Regions from separate parts of the Zea mays genome. Here region 1 is linked to region 2. A link is a contact called in public Hi-C data. All regions are on one chromosome and are shown on one strand. Each heading gives the region's core, a stretch centred on a gene start, on an enhancer-like site or on the middle of the called end of the contact. The rest is flanking DNA. Distances are from core to core; before and after follow the strand shown.

Region 1 (6,259 bases), core at 186-2,685, 110 kb before region 2:
GTCAACAAGCCTAAACCAGCGGCAGAAACACACAAAGTTGACCTGCTGCATGACCAGCCTGAAGCCCTGAACCTTGTAGGACCAGAAACGAAACAGCACAGGGAGGGACGGGACGAGACGAGACAGAGGCCTAACGCTACACGGCCTATAAAAGCCGAAGGCAACAGAGCAAGCGAGAGCGGTGAGCGGCACTGTGTGAATAATGGCCTCGGGTCGGGCGGGAGTGAGTGGAACTTGCATTTTAGCACGAGCAGGCGGAGTTCGTTACCCAATCGGATCTACGCGCACCTACTGCCGATCGCTTCCGAATCGACGACGGGCCTGCTGAAGCTGATCGCCCCCGCCTTTCGTCTCGACCCCCGATTTGATCTCGTCACCGTGTTGTTGGGATAGGGTGGGTGGGTGGGTGGGTGTGCCATTTCTGGTGCAACCGACGATCGAGCGGGCAGTACAGGTCAAGCGCCTACCTACCGACGATCGCCGGGGGTGTGGGTTTGGTGGAGCAAACGCTGCTGCTGCTGACCCCTCCCTACGCTAGCGCATGGTAGCAGTAAATTCTGTTCTACGCGGGTCGCAGCGAGCGCCCTTTTTTAGGCGCACGCGTTGACCTCCCGCCGGCCCGAGCATGTCCCGATCGCCGGCCGTGCCCGTGCTACGGCCGCTGGACCTCGCTTTCTCGGGGCGCCACGATCCGTATCCTTTGTGAGATGGAGAAGCGGCCACGACGCGAGGAGGGTCGTCGCGTCGCAACTTGGCCTTGTTCGGTCGGCCGCTGCACGTCCACTCCTGGCCGGTCCTGCTGCACCCTGGACCCGGTTCAAACGGTCCTGGACCGGTGCATCCGCTGATTAATTAGCGCGACCGACCGGAGAACGTAGCAGCAGGCATCAACAGCACGCTCGTGTTTCATACCTGTTTTTTTTATTTATTTCTGTCCCAGGAGAAGTGCCGCCTCTCGCTCCACCCATCTGATCACACGAGGAACACGAGCCGATGGCTGCTGCCGATGCTGTTACGGGTTTAGACTTGCTAATACTGCGGGAGTAGTTTTTTTTTTCACTTTCTTTCATGGACATAAATAGGCTTTCTATAATACCGATCATTGGCAATTTGGCATGTGGTAGCCATCTCGGGATCCCCTCCAAATCAGGCATCTCGTTTTTTCGGGATCGCAGATCAGGTGCCTTTAACACGAGACAATTGGAAAGCGCGGCATGTTTATATGGCATCAAAAAAGAAAAGAAAAAAAATCAGAAAACGGGGTGACGCTGACGCCGCTGGCGGAACGGAAAGGGTTTCACGCCGCGCCGGTCAGGAGGGGTCAGGCGGCCCGCAGGCCCTCGTTAATTAGCCGCACGAGTCGCGCCCGCCCACACGCCGTCCAATTGCCGCGCGTGGGAGGGAGCGACGGCTACGCGAGGCGCGACCCACGCCTTCCCCCCCGTGCCGATTTCCTAATCCCGCCCCCACCCAACTTGAGCCTTTGACGCACACCAAACAGCCTCTTATAACTAAACTAATCCACCCACCCACCCAAATTAACTTCCCCTCCTCCTCCTCCTCCTCCACACCTTGCCGAGCTTTGTATATAAACGCTCGCAACTCACCCACATCAAGGGCAGGCTCACGATTCCAGCTCAGGCGGCCAAACAAACAAAAAAAAGACCACCAAGAACATCGCAAAAAAGACAGAAAGGAAGAAACAGAGGCAGAAGCCCATGGCGGCGAGCGGGCGCTGGAGGAGGCTGCGGACGCTGGGCCGCGGCGCGTCGGGCGCCGTGGTGTCGCTGGCGTCGGACGCGGCGTCGGGGGAGCTGTTCGCGGTCAAGTCAGCCGGCGCGAGCGGCGCGGCGACGCTGCGGCGGGAGCATGCGGTGCTGCGCGGCCTGCGGTCGCCGCACGTGGTGCGCTGCGTGGGCGGCGGCGAGGGCGCGGACGGGTCGTACCAGGTGTTCCTCGAGTACGCCCCCGGCGGGTCGGTCGCCGACGCGGTGGCCAGGGGCGGGGGCGCGCTGGAGGAGCGCGCCATCCGCGCGCTCGCCGCGGACGTGCTGCGCGGGCTGGCCTACCTCCACGGCCGCTCCGTGGTGCACGGCGACGTGAAGGCGCGCAACGTGCTGCTGGGCGCCGACGGGCGCGCCAGGCTGGCGGACTTCGGGTGCGCGCGGACGCCCGGCTTCTCCGCGCGGCGCCCGCTCGGCGGCACGCCGGCGTTCATGGCGCCCGAGGTTGCCCGCGGGGAGGCCCAGGGCCCCGCCGCCGACGTGTGGGCGCTCGGCTGCACGGTCGTCGAGATGGCCACCGGCCGCGCCCCGTGGGGCGGCGCCGACGCCGACGTCCTCGCCGCCGTGCACCGGATCGGGTACACGGACGCCGTGCCCGACGCGCCGTCCTGGATGTCGGCCGAGGCCCGGGACTTCCTGGCCCGCTGCTTCGCCAGGGACGCCGCCGAGCGGTGGACCGCCGCGCAGCTCCTTGAGCACCCGTTCGTGGCGGCTCCCTGCCACGGCCACGGCGACCACGAGGCCCCGCGGGTGTCGCCCAAGAGCACGCTGGACGCCGCATTCTGGGAGGCCGAAGACGACGACGACGACGCGGACGAGGCAGTGTCGGCGAGTGCGTCGGAGAGGATCAAGTCGCTGGCGTGCTCCGCCTGCGCCTTGCCCGACTGGGACGGGGAGGACGGGTGGATCGAAGTGCTGGGTGATCAGCAGCGGGTCGAGGTCTGCGGCGCGGTGCAGGTGGCGCGCAGCGCGCCAGGCAAAGTGTCCAGCGTCCTGGCGGTGCCAGCTGGGGAGATGGATGTCGGCGGCGGCGGCGGCGGCGGCGGTGATGAACTGGAAGCAGAGGACGTGTCGTTCGGTGGCGAGGTTCCAGGATCAGCGGATGCTTCGGCTGAGCGTCAGAAGAAACGCTATTTGATTTTGCGTTCGCACTACTGTCATGTACTCTCGTGTCAGTTAGTGCCCTGTAATCTACCACTAGTAGTTGTTAATAATGCAATAAAGTTATGGGTTCCCACAAATGTCTTGTTGTGCCGCTCTGTTCGATTCCCCTTGTCATGATACTCCTCTCTGCTCATGTACGCGATACATGGCCACGACTTGCTGTCCGCACGTGCATGGCTGGCTGGAATATACTCCGTAGTCGACTTGCTGTGGAGTACCTCCCTCCATACCCTGCTTTGCTTTCTCTTAGGGTGCGTTCGGTTATTCAGGATTCTGCTTCAGTAAAGAATCCAGCTAGAATAATTGTATAATTTATAGAACAATTGGTAACCTGGAATAGTTCTTACTCTTGTTCCAGGCCTTAGTCTTTACAGTAGGCCACACTCGCGCCACGCCACGCCAAGGCAAAAAAAAGAAGAAGAAGAAGAAGAAGAAGCAGGGACGTGACGACATAGCATGACCTGGTTCGTTCGACTCGGGAACGCTATTTGTTCGATAACACCTGGGTTTGTTTATCTCATATTGGAACTTCCAATCCACGGCTAGGTCTGGACCGGGAAACCGGCGGTGGATTCTCTTCTCTCCGGGGCACGGCCGGCGGGCAGGCATCGGCTGACGCGAAGAACGAAAAGAAGCAGGCACTCCGATCGCGCAAAGGCAGGCAGGCAGCAGCATCTGCCCCTTTCGACGGGGAACGGGCAAAACGGGATTATCCACAGCCGACACCACAGCGTCATGCGGCCGGGCTGGTGGGTGGCGGCCGAGTCGGTGCGCGCTTGATGGGGGGCCGGCGAGGCGGCACGCCGGCTGACGCGACCCCCGCATCATGGGTTCCGTCACGGCGCAATATGCCTATGCTATGCGGGTGTCTCACCGTACCGTACGCGGTCAAAGCACAAGCCGGCACCATGATTTACTCGCTCCTCCGTGGCGGTCAGCGTAGGCGTAGCTACAGCTGCCATGCCATGTCATGCCACCACCCCGGGCGCCGATTGTCCGCCCGTCACGTACCGGTCGCCCGCGACGCACCAGCAGGTTGGCAACACAGGTGTTGCTGCTCTCTCGAGTCTCGACTCCGAAGGCGTGCGTGGCTGGTGCGGTGGTTACCCGTAGTCGCGTCATCGCCGCCGCGCTGGTCAGCCGGTCAGGGACGCATCGTGCTATGTGACTGGGCCACGGGGTAATGAAGGTACCGGAGAGCGCAGAGATAGATGGAGTCCACGGGGGAGTGAGTGCATTTGGAGGCCAGCTCCTGCTGCCACGGTAGAGTCCAGAGCTTTCGGCCGCCTCTGTCTCAGGTCTCTCCTCCGCCTGTGTAAGTGTGTAGCGTAGCTTATGCCCCGGGCGGCACCTACTTTGTGCACAGTGCACTGCCCGTGGATCAAAATTCTAGAACGTGTTGTTCTAGTGACTCCTGGTCGGCACGCCCAGGGTTCTAGAGAGGTACAGAACATCTGTTCTCCCTCTGTCTGGATATGGCTTCTTCAGTTCTTCGGAAGGCTTGGGTTCGGTTCGGTGAAGTCAACGGCTTTGGAATGTTCGAGGGGGCGCGCAGAAGGGTGTGAACATATATGTACATGTCCGTGATGGCGACCGTGTTCTGTCTAGAAGCAGCACTAGCGGGGCTTGGCTTGCTGCCTGCTGACGAGGTGCTGATGTAATAATAAAGTAAGCTCGGATGGATAAGCGAGGAAAAGAACTCCAGGTGCTGATCTCTAGACTCACATGTAGGCCTGCTAATGGCAAAAAATCCAATCCACTCCCACCCATACCCAAATCTAATTACTTTGATATTCATCCCACACCCAACCAAAAATACTAGAGGGAAGTTAAACCCAACCCATCCAATAACATTATTGATTCCAAACCAACCCGTAATTGGGTGGAAACCCGTGGAAAACCCGTGGGTTTAGCTTATTGTCTCACATCAAGCCAACTGCATACACATTTTAAAAATCACATTTTAAAGCAGTAAATTCATTTAAATGAAAAAGTTTTCAACTACAAATTTGTATAACTCATCATGATGTACATTTTATATTTTGAACATTTCTTCATATGATAAACTAAAAATAAATTTGTTAATAAAACCTATATCTCTCTCATAGTTTATGGAACTACGAGAGATATGTATAGAATTTGTGCATATTGTTAGAACTATCATGTGAGATGAACAAATGATCAAACAACCAAAATAAACTTTGTAGATCTTGAAAAGTTATAGAAGTTTATAGTTGATAACTTTTTCATTTGAAGTCATATTGTCAACGAAAACTATGCCTGAATTTAAAAAATTAAAAATTTGAATTTTGAAAACAATCTCGAAAGAAAAACCACCAACATGAAAGTTGTAGGTATTGAAGAGTTATGAAACTTTGTAGTTGACAATGTTTTGGTTTGAAATCATCTTGCCATGCAAAACTATATTTGAATTTTGAATTTTAAAATTTTCAAACTACCTCGGATGAAAAAACCACCAAAATAAAAGTTGTAGGTCTTGAAATGTTATGAAACTTTGTAATTGTCAACTTTTTTATTTGAAATCATCTTATCATTGAAAAATTCGTGTGAAGTTTTCAAATTTAAAATTCAAATTTTGTAAACGGTTCTCGGATGTAGAAACTATTAAAATAGAATTTGTAGATATTAAAAAGTTATACAACTTTATAGTTGGTCACATTTTTAAAAAAAATGGTACTGATAAAATGGTATAGTATAGTGTGCTGTGTGTGACTAAAGAAATCAAAGACTTCTCTAAACCTGAAATAAAATGGTACTGATTAAGGTGGTAGTCTGATTGGTGAATACCCATGGAAACTCATACCTATACAAATCCATTTATATCTATGGATATCCACCATTTTGACCCGCAATATAAAATAAACCCACCTAACCCAACCCGTTAATAATTAAAACCCATCACAACCCACCAAAACAAAACCATTTCTTAAACTCACCTAAAATACCCATTTACACCCACCCCATTTGCAGCCCTACTCACATGCGCCAAGCCTGTGTGCGCTTCCATTCTTCCACACAGTACGTATGTTCACTTTGGTGATCGATGACTGTTGAACGAAACTCGCGCTACGAACAGAGCGAGCTAGCTACCTGGAGTTCGATACGAGAGCGCGGTTACATGCATCACTAGTGCTGGGAATTGGGCCGGGCCGGGCCAGCCCGGCCCAAGCCCATCGTGCTTCGTGCCAAACCGGTTCGGGCCAAGAAAGCCCAAACATTTTTTGGGCCGTGCCGTGCCAGCCCGAAGTGTAAAAACAGTGGCCCAGTCCGGCCCTAAACCATGTCGTGCC
Region 2 (6,408 bases), core at 1,440-3,939:
ACAAATGAAATCAAGTGAGTAGAGAGGAGAGCTCTTGTGAAGCACAATAGACACAATAAGGACAAGCACAAGAGACACGAGGATTTATCCCGTGGTTCGGCCAAGTACAACACTTGCCTACTCCATGTTGTGGCGTCCCAATGGACGAGAGTTGCACTCAACTCCTCTCAAGTGATCCAATGATCAACTTGAATACCACGATGTTTTTCTTTACTTTACTCTTTCCCGTTTGCGAGGAATCTCCACAACTTGGAGTCTCTGGCCCTTACAATAAGAATCACAATGAAGCACAAGAGTAAGGGAGAGAAGCAACACACTCAAATCCACAGCAAATACGCACACACAAGATCAAGACTTGAGCTCAAGACAATATCTCGAGGTTCTCACTAGAACGGAGCTCAAATCACTAAGAATGTCGAACAAGTGCGCAAGAATGAAGTGTGAATGATCAACAATGCTCAAAGAATGCTTGGTGTGCTCCTCCATGCGCCTAGGGGTCCCTTTTATAGCCCCAAGGCAGCTAGGAGCCGTTGAGAGCATTTCAAGAAGGCAATTCTTGCCTTCTGTCGCCTGGCGCACCGGACAGTATGGTGCACCACCGGACACCGTCCGGTGCGGATTGCTTTCCTTCTTTGGCGAAGCCGACCGTTGGCGCTTTGGAGCCGTTGGCGCACCGGACATTGTCCGGTGCCCCTTCTGACCGTTGGCTCTTGCCACGCGTCGCGCGCGGATTATGCGGCCGACCGTTGTCCGGCCGACTGTTGGCTCACCGGATAGTCCGGTGCACCACCGGACAGTCCGGTGATTTATAGTCGTACGCCGTTAATTGCTTCTCGAGAGCAGCCAGTTGACAAACGCCGGCCTGGCGCACCGGACACTGTCCGGTGCACCACCGGACAGTCCGGTGCACCCAGGCCGAGCTGTCTTTGGCTGAACAAAGCCATCTCTTTTCCAACTTGATTTCTCCTGTTTCCAGCACTTAGACACAATACATTAGTCTCCAAAACAATGTACTAAGTCTTAGAAACATACCTTTTTACTTGATTTGCACTTTGTCCATCACTTTGCATAGATTAACATAAGTCCACTTGTGTTGGCACTCAATCACCAAAATACTTAGAAATGGCCCAAGGGCACATTTCCCTTTCAGGTAGCGGAACCTAAAAGAAGGAGCCTCATCGAGAATCGTGTGACGGAGTGCACTACTCACGATGAAGTGTGAATGGCGGTGATGCTCCTGGCTCCGGTGAGCAATTGTCTGTGCCCAACTGCTCGGAAATTGATGCCATGAGATTCTATACCCAGGGAAGAAGCTAGCTAGGGCCAGAGAAATTTCTCACCAGCAACGATGTCGTAGGGACGCCCGCCTCCAACGTAGGGCAAATCTACAGGCACACACAACTTCGACGTGGAATTCTCTGAATTTCGGTCACCAATCCTGCTTGGTAACACGCGACACATGTAGGGCCGGACCTGGGGGTGGTCGAGCTGGGCGACCGCCCAGGGCCCCCAAAATATTAGGGCCCTCACTCAAGTATATATTTAAGTATAGTACTTAGAGATTTAATCAGCCTAAACAAACATCGGACGCTTTGCTAGTTGATCGACCCAAATACGTAAGCCAAGCTACGATCACGTTCACGTCTCTACTATATTAAAGCATTAGTTTGCCTAGTTCCACGATTCCCAACGTCACCGTGCATTCCATATTTAAATGAAAAATGATAAAATATACGAATGAGGACTCAAACCATGGTTGTTGGCTTTAAACTCACATTTACACTCGCTTAGTCAATAAAATACACATGTCTTTATGTTTTATATTCTATACTTAATCATAAATAGTAACCATAGCAATGTACGAACACTTTACTAGAATACGGTATACACCATTTCCTATTTCCCAAGTATCCTAATTCCTGCCAAGTAATTACGGTTATATGAGAGTCAAGCTACGATTACATCCACATATACGGTTATATCATGTCATCAAGATTGAAAAAGCATCAATGAATATTAATAACATACTCGATGTCTTTGTATCAAATAATGTTCGAAGAAACTTTATAAGAGGATCCAATGTGCCAAACAAGTTTTATTATTTTAGTTAATAGTATTTTTGAAGTTTTCAATGTATATGTTTATAATTATATATATGCATATATAGATAGTGTATATGGGTTAAAAGGGTCTGCTTATAAGTTTTCACCTAGGCCCCTGAAATCTTAGGAACAGCCCTGCACACATGTTCGGTGTGACCAGGCTACACTTTTGGATCACAGATGTAGCTTGGACGACACCGTACGCGAGTAGCAATGGTGGCGACGCTTCCCTACTTTTCTCACGGCCTTGGCGGTGTCACCTTTTCCCTCTCCCTTCCTGTCTATGGTGGTTCGGCTATGGTGCGGAGCACGCTAGCTTGGCCTCCTAGCGGTATAGGATGGATGATCGGGGGGGAGCGGTGCCCGACTATTTATTATCGTGTACGGATGAATCCTGGCCGAGGGGAGGAACAGCCATCGCGTTGTTCCTGGTGAATACGATTGGTTATGTTACGAGCTTGACGCAAGGGCTGTGAATCCCAACAAACTTGGTTCCAAAAGATGCTTCTGCCAATCCAGGCCTAGATGGCGGCGTCAGGTGAAGCAGACACGCGCGCGCGGATGGGGATTCTAGTCGGGCGCGCACACGGAGTTGGGTCGACCATCGGCCCACGCGGATGGGGGTTGGTGGGCTGAGGTGAGATTAGGTAGGCCTCTTTCCTTTCCTTTCTTTTCTTTTTTTCTATTTTCTTTTCTAATTTCTGTTTTCCGCTCCAGATTCAAATCAATTTCGGGTTCACAAATTTAAATTCAAATCTTAACGCAACAATCAAAATCTCAGCATGAATGCAAATATATTTTTTTATTAATTTATTATCCTATTTAAGCAATTGCTTTTAAATATGAAATTCATACACCCAAAAATAGCTACATTAAGAAGAATAATTTCTAGTTTATATTATCCTTTAGATAATAGATATAAATCTATAATTCAACGAAGGAATAACTAAGTTCATATAGGGATCGTTTTAAATCTTTATTAAGAAACATATTTATTTTATGATATGTAACTTCAAAGGTAAGGAAATTCCTATTAAAAGATATTCTAATTCAAAACCTTTGGAGAATTTTACTAAATTTCTAAAATAGGATTTTTTTTGGGTTTTTACACTACTTGACCTTCTAAATGTCGACGGTCTCTATGTTTCACAACTGCACACTAATACAACCAAGAGACATATTGTTCACACGCTCATATAATGGTTAGTCTTTAAACTAAAACAAAGTTAATAATTCCCTGACAATCACTCGTCACAACATATATATATATATATATGGCAATGAAGTGTCTGGACCCACTGGCGTAGGCAAGGGGGGCATGGCCCCCTAACAAAAAAGTTTTTGCTATGTAGTTGTTTATATATGACTAAAATAAAAAAAGTTAGCTTATAATAAGTTAATCTATACTACTCTACTAAGAACCTAACGCGGGCGCTTGGCGATACCATGGCTACGCCTCGCGCTCCCCTGATCATACGGTCCTCTCCTCTACCCCACGTCAGTGTGATCATCTCCCCCAATCTCCTACCTCTCAGATCTCCGTGTTGCTCGCCCCCGTTCGCCCCGCACCCTGGCGATGCCCGTCGCGAAGAGCCCCCTCCCCACGACCACAATGAAACCGATGGGATCCACAGCTGCCGCGCCGGACCCAGGAATCAATGCCCGTGATCGTCGCCCGCGCCTTCCATCCTTGAATCCATGTGCTCGGCCCTGGAAGGAATCATGACTGGATGGGATCTGTCCTCGCCATCAGCTCCTTCCATATTCGTCAGTAGGGGCGCTTGTTCATCTTCTCTCAATGGTGTTTTTAACCCGGTGCCACATCCTCCCTCAACTCTGGTCCACTCAAAAACCCTAGGTGGCGCCTGCGGCCCCTGGACCCCGCATCCCAGCGCCTCCGCCCATGCCTAGATCTCGTCATCGCCACACAGCTTCTCCTCCAACTTGGGGACCACCTCCCCACCATCTTCACCTCCATTGAATTTGAGTATGACGACAAGGTGCTCCTCTCCATCGACAACGAGGTGCTCAAGGTCGTCGTCACCCAGTTCCTCACCGGAGTTGGCCTCGCTCAGCTCCACCACGCTCCTGTGCCTGCGTAGGCGGCGACGTGGGGGCGTGGCGGTGGAGCCAGGTGGCGACGTCCTAGGGCGACTCGCCCGAGGCCAATCCGGACGAGAGACGCAGTCACGACTCGCCCAAGACCAACTCCGGGCGGGAGACGCAATCACGACTCATCCGAGGCCAATAACCTCGGGCGAGAGATCCAGTCACGACTCGTCCGAGGCCAACCACGGACGTAAGAAGCAGTCACGATTCGTCCGAGGCCAACCATAGACGGGTGTAAACATGTGATGTTCAAAGGTGACAAAAAACTCTTAAATTTTTATATCTGCAGGTATCAAAAGAATCACTATTTTGGTGGCTTTATTTCTTAGTCAGAAAAGGAACCGTCAGGTAGGGGATTCTTTGCTAGCCAAAGGCAAAAGAGGATCCTTCTGCTCCGATGCAGTTGTGAGGTCTTGTATTATTTTGACAGTTCGCAGAAGAGATTATTGTTAAAGTATACTCAATGGTAATGAGATTAAAAGAGACAAATGACAGAACCGTTGTTTGCATTCCACAGATCATTACACTTATATACAAGTGAAGGGGTGTATCCCAAGAGGTGTGTCCCTTGGGGAAAACTGTCGCACCCTTTGGATTGATCACATATGTAATATTTTGTAACACTCCCCCTTGATCAATCCAACTTCATTTGATGATCTGTTAGATGTTCTTCCAAGATCTTATCTCCTCAAAAACCCTGTGGGAAAAATAAGGAGTACACAATGTCTTTTGGATAATGAGAATAATCTCACACGAACTCCAAAAGAAAATATGCTTGTAATCATCATTCGTAAAAACCCCTGTGGGGAAAAGTCAATGATGAAGCATATAGCTTAGTTGATATTACCTCGTTAAAAACTTTGGATGAGAAAACCTCAATAAGGCAAAACTCATACAAAGAAAAGAGTGTAATATGATGGTTCAAAACAGGTCAAATATCATGGAGAATTACCCCCCCTGATCCTTGCAAGCACTTAAGTCTTCTCATACCAATCACCTCAACACATTTCTGAAAACGTTGAGTATGGTAGAGATTTTGTGAATAGATCAACAAGATTATCACAAGACTTTGTTTGCAAGATATTCATATCTCTATTTTCCTGTTTCCATCTGAACAACACAAGCTCAATTATCCTTATAGATAATTGTCGGTGATTCAATCGAATCATGGTACGTTGTTCTCCAATGGACCTCTAGCCCAAAGAACAATAATATGTCCATAGCCATCATCTCAAAAACCCTAGTGGGGAAAATAAATGATGAGACATATAACTCAGGCTAATATTTCTCCAAGATAATCTAGTCAGAAAATCTGAGAAATCAACATATCAGCCGAGTCTCCTTAAAAACCCAACGGGAAAAATAAGGAGAGTAGTCATACTCTATTGTTGATCCATTTGAACTCTAGGGATATAAACTCATATCCTAGTTCAAATACAGCAATAACTATGTCATAATGTATCATCCTTGAAAACCTCTACGGGAAAAATAGATGATACGACATAGACCTTGTGTTGATGTTGTCTCGTTAAAAACTTTGAATGAGAAACCCAAGTAGGGAAAAACTCATGCGAAGAAAAGAGTACAACATGATGTATAAACAAGTTCTTTCGATCAAGAGGGAAACTCCCCCTGATCTTTACAAAACACTAAGTCATCTCATACCTGCTCTCAAACACATCTAAAATGTGGAGTAAGTAGAGACTTAGTTCGTAACTTGTTTTTCATCTAAACAACACAAAGTAATATTATCTTCATAGATAATAAGGTCACTGATATAAAATCATGACCACCACATACCCTCTATATGTAGTATATCATTCTGTACAATCCCACGAAGTGTACTATAGAATGATTAGTGTAAGTGACCATTAATCTCTGTTGATTAACATTTATCAAACAGTAGGTCCAACTTACCAAAAGTATGTCATTGATCTTGTACCTGGGGATCTTCTATAAATATCCAAGATCATTATATCCAAACATAAGGAGAGCATGAGTACACCTGGAGATCATAACTCGATCTCATGTGCTGTTAGCTAGCAAAACATTGCAAAGCAATATCCGGCCGGATGCTCTTGCAAGATACAATAGCACATCTCATGATCCCAAAGAATCAAATAACAATGATTCTCTCATATTGAATTTCTTCAATATATGTTGGATATAGACAATTTTTTTTTGTATCCAAGATACT

Evidence for each region. A called contact is a pair of places that touch in the nucleus more often than the background predicts.
Region 1: a Hi-C map of leaf shows a contact between it and region 2, with 5 times the contacts expected there. The contact joins the promoter of LOC103652527 here to the enhancer-like site in region 2. A contact is called at or near these places in 3 of 25 Hi-C or Micro-C datasets (bundle sheath, ear and leaf).

What each region holds. Positions count from the first base shown.
Region 1 is chr3:210,892,574-210,898,832 of Zm-B73-REFERENCE-NAM-5.0, reverse strand. LOC103652527 (mitogen-activated protein kinase kinase kinase 18) reads left to right here and starts at 1,435. Exons shown (of 1, transcript XM_008678087.4): 1 at 1,435-3,080. The coding sequence starts at 1,719. The coding sequence ends at 3,065.
Region 2 is chr3:210,786,297-210,792,704 of Zm-B73-REFERENCE-NAM-5.0, reverse strand. No RefSeq gene overlaps it. Among protein-coding and RNA genes, the nearest start is that of LOC100285785, 8.5 kb to the right of the region's middle. Within about 2 kb of position 2,689, at least 15 of the 20 cell types and tissues checked have an H3K27ac peak or open chromatin away from gene starts, as enhancers often do. A contact at or near this core is called in bundle sheath, ear and leaf, where this site is marked.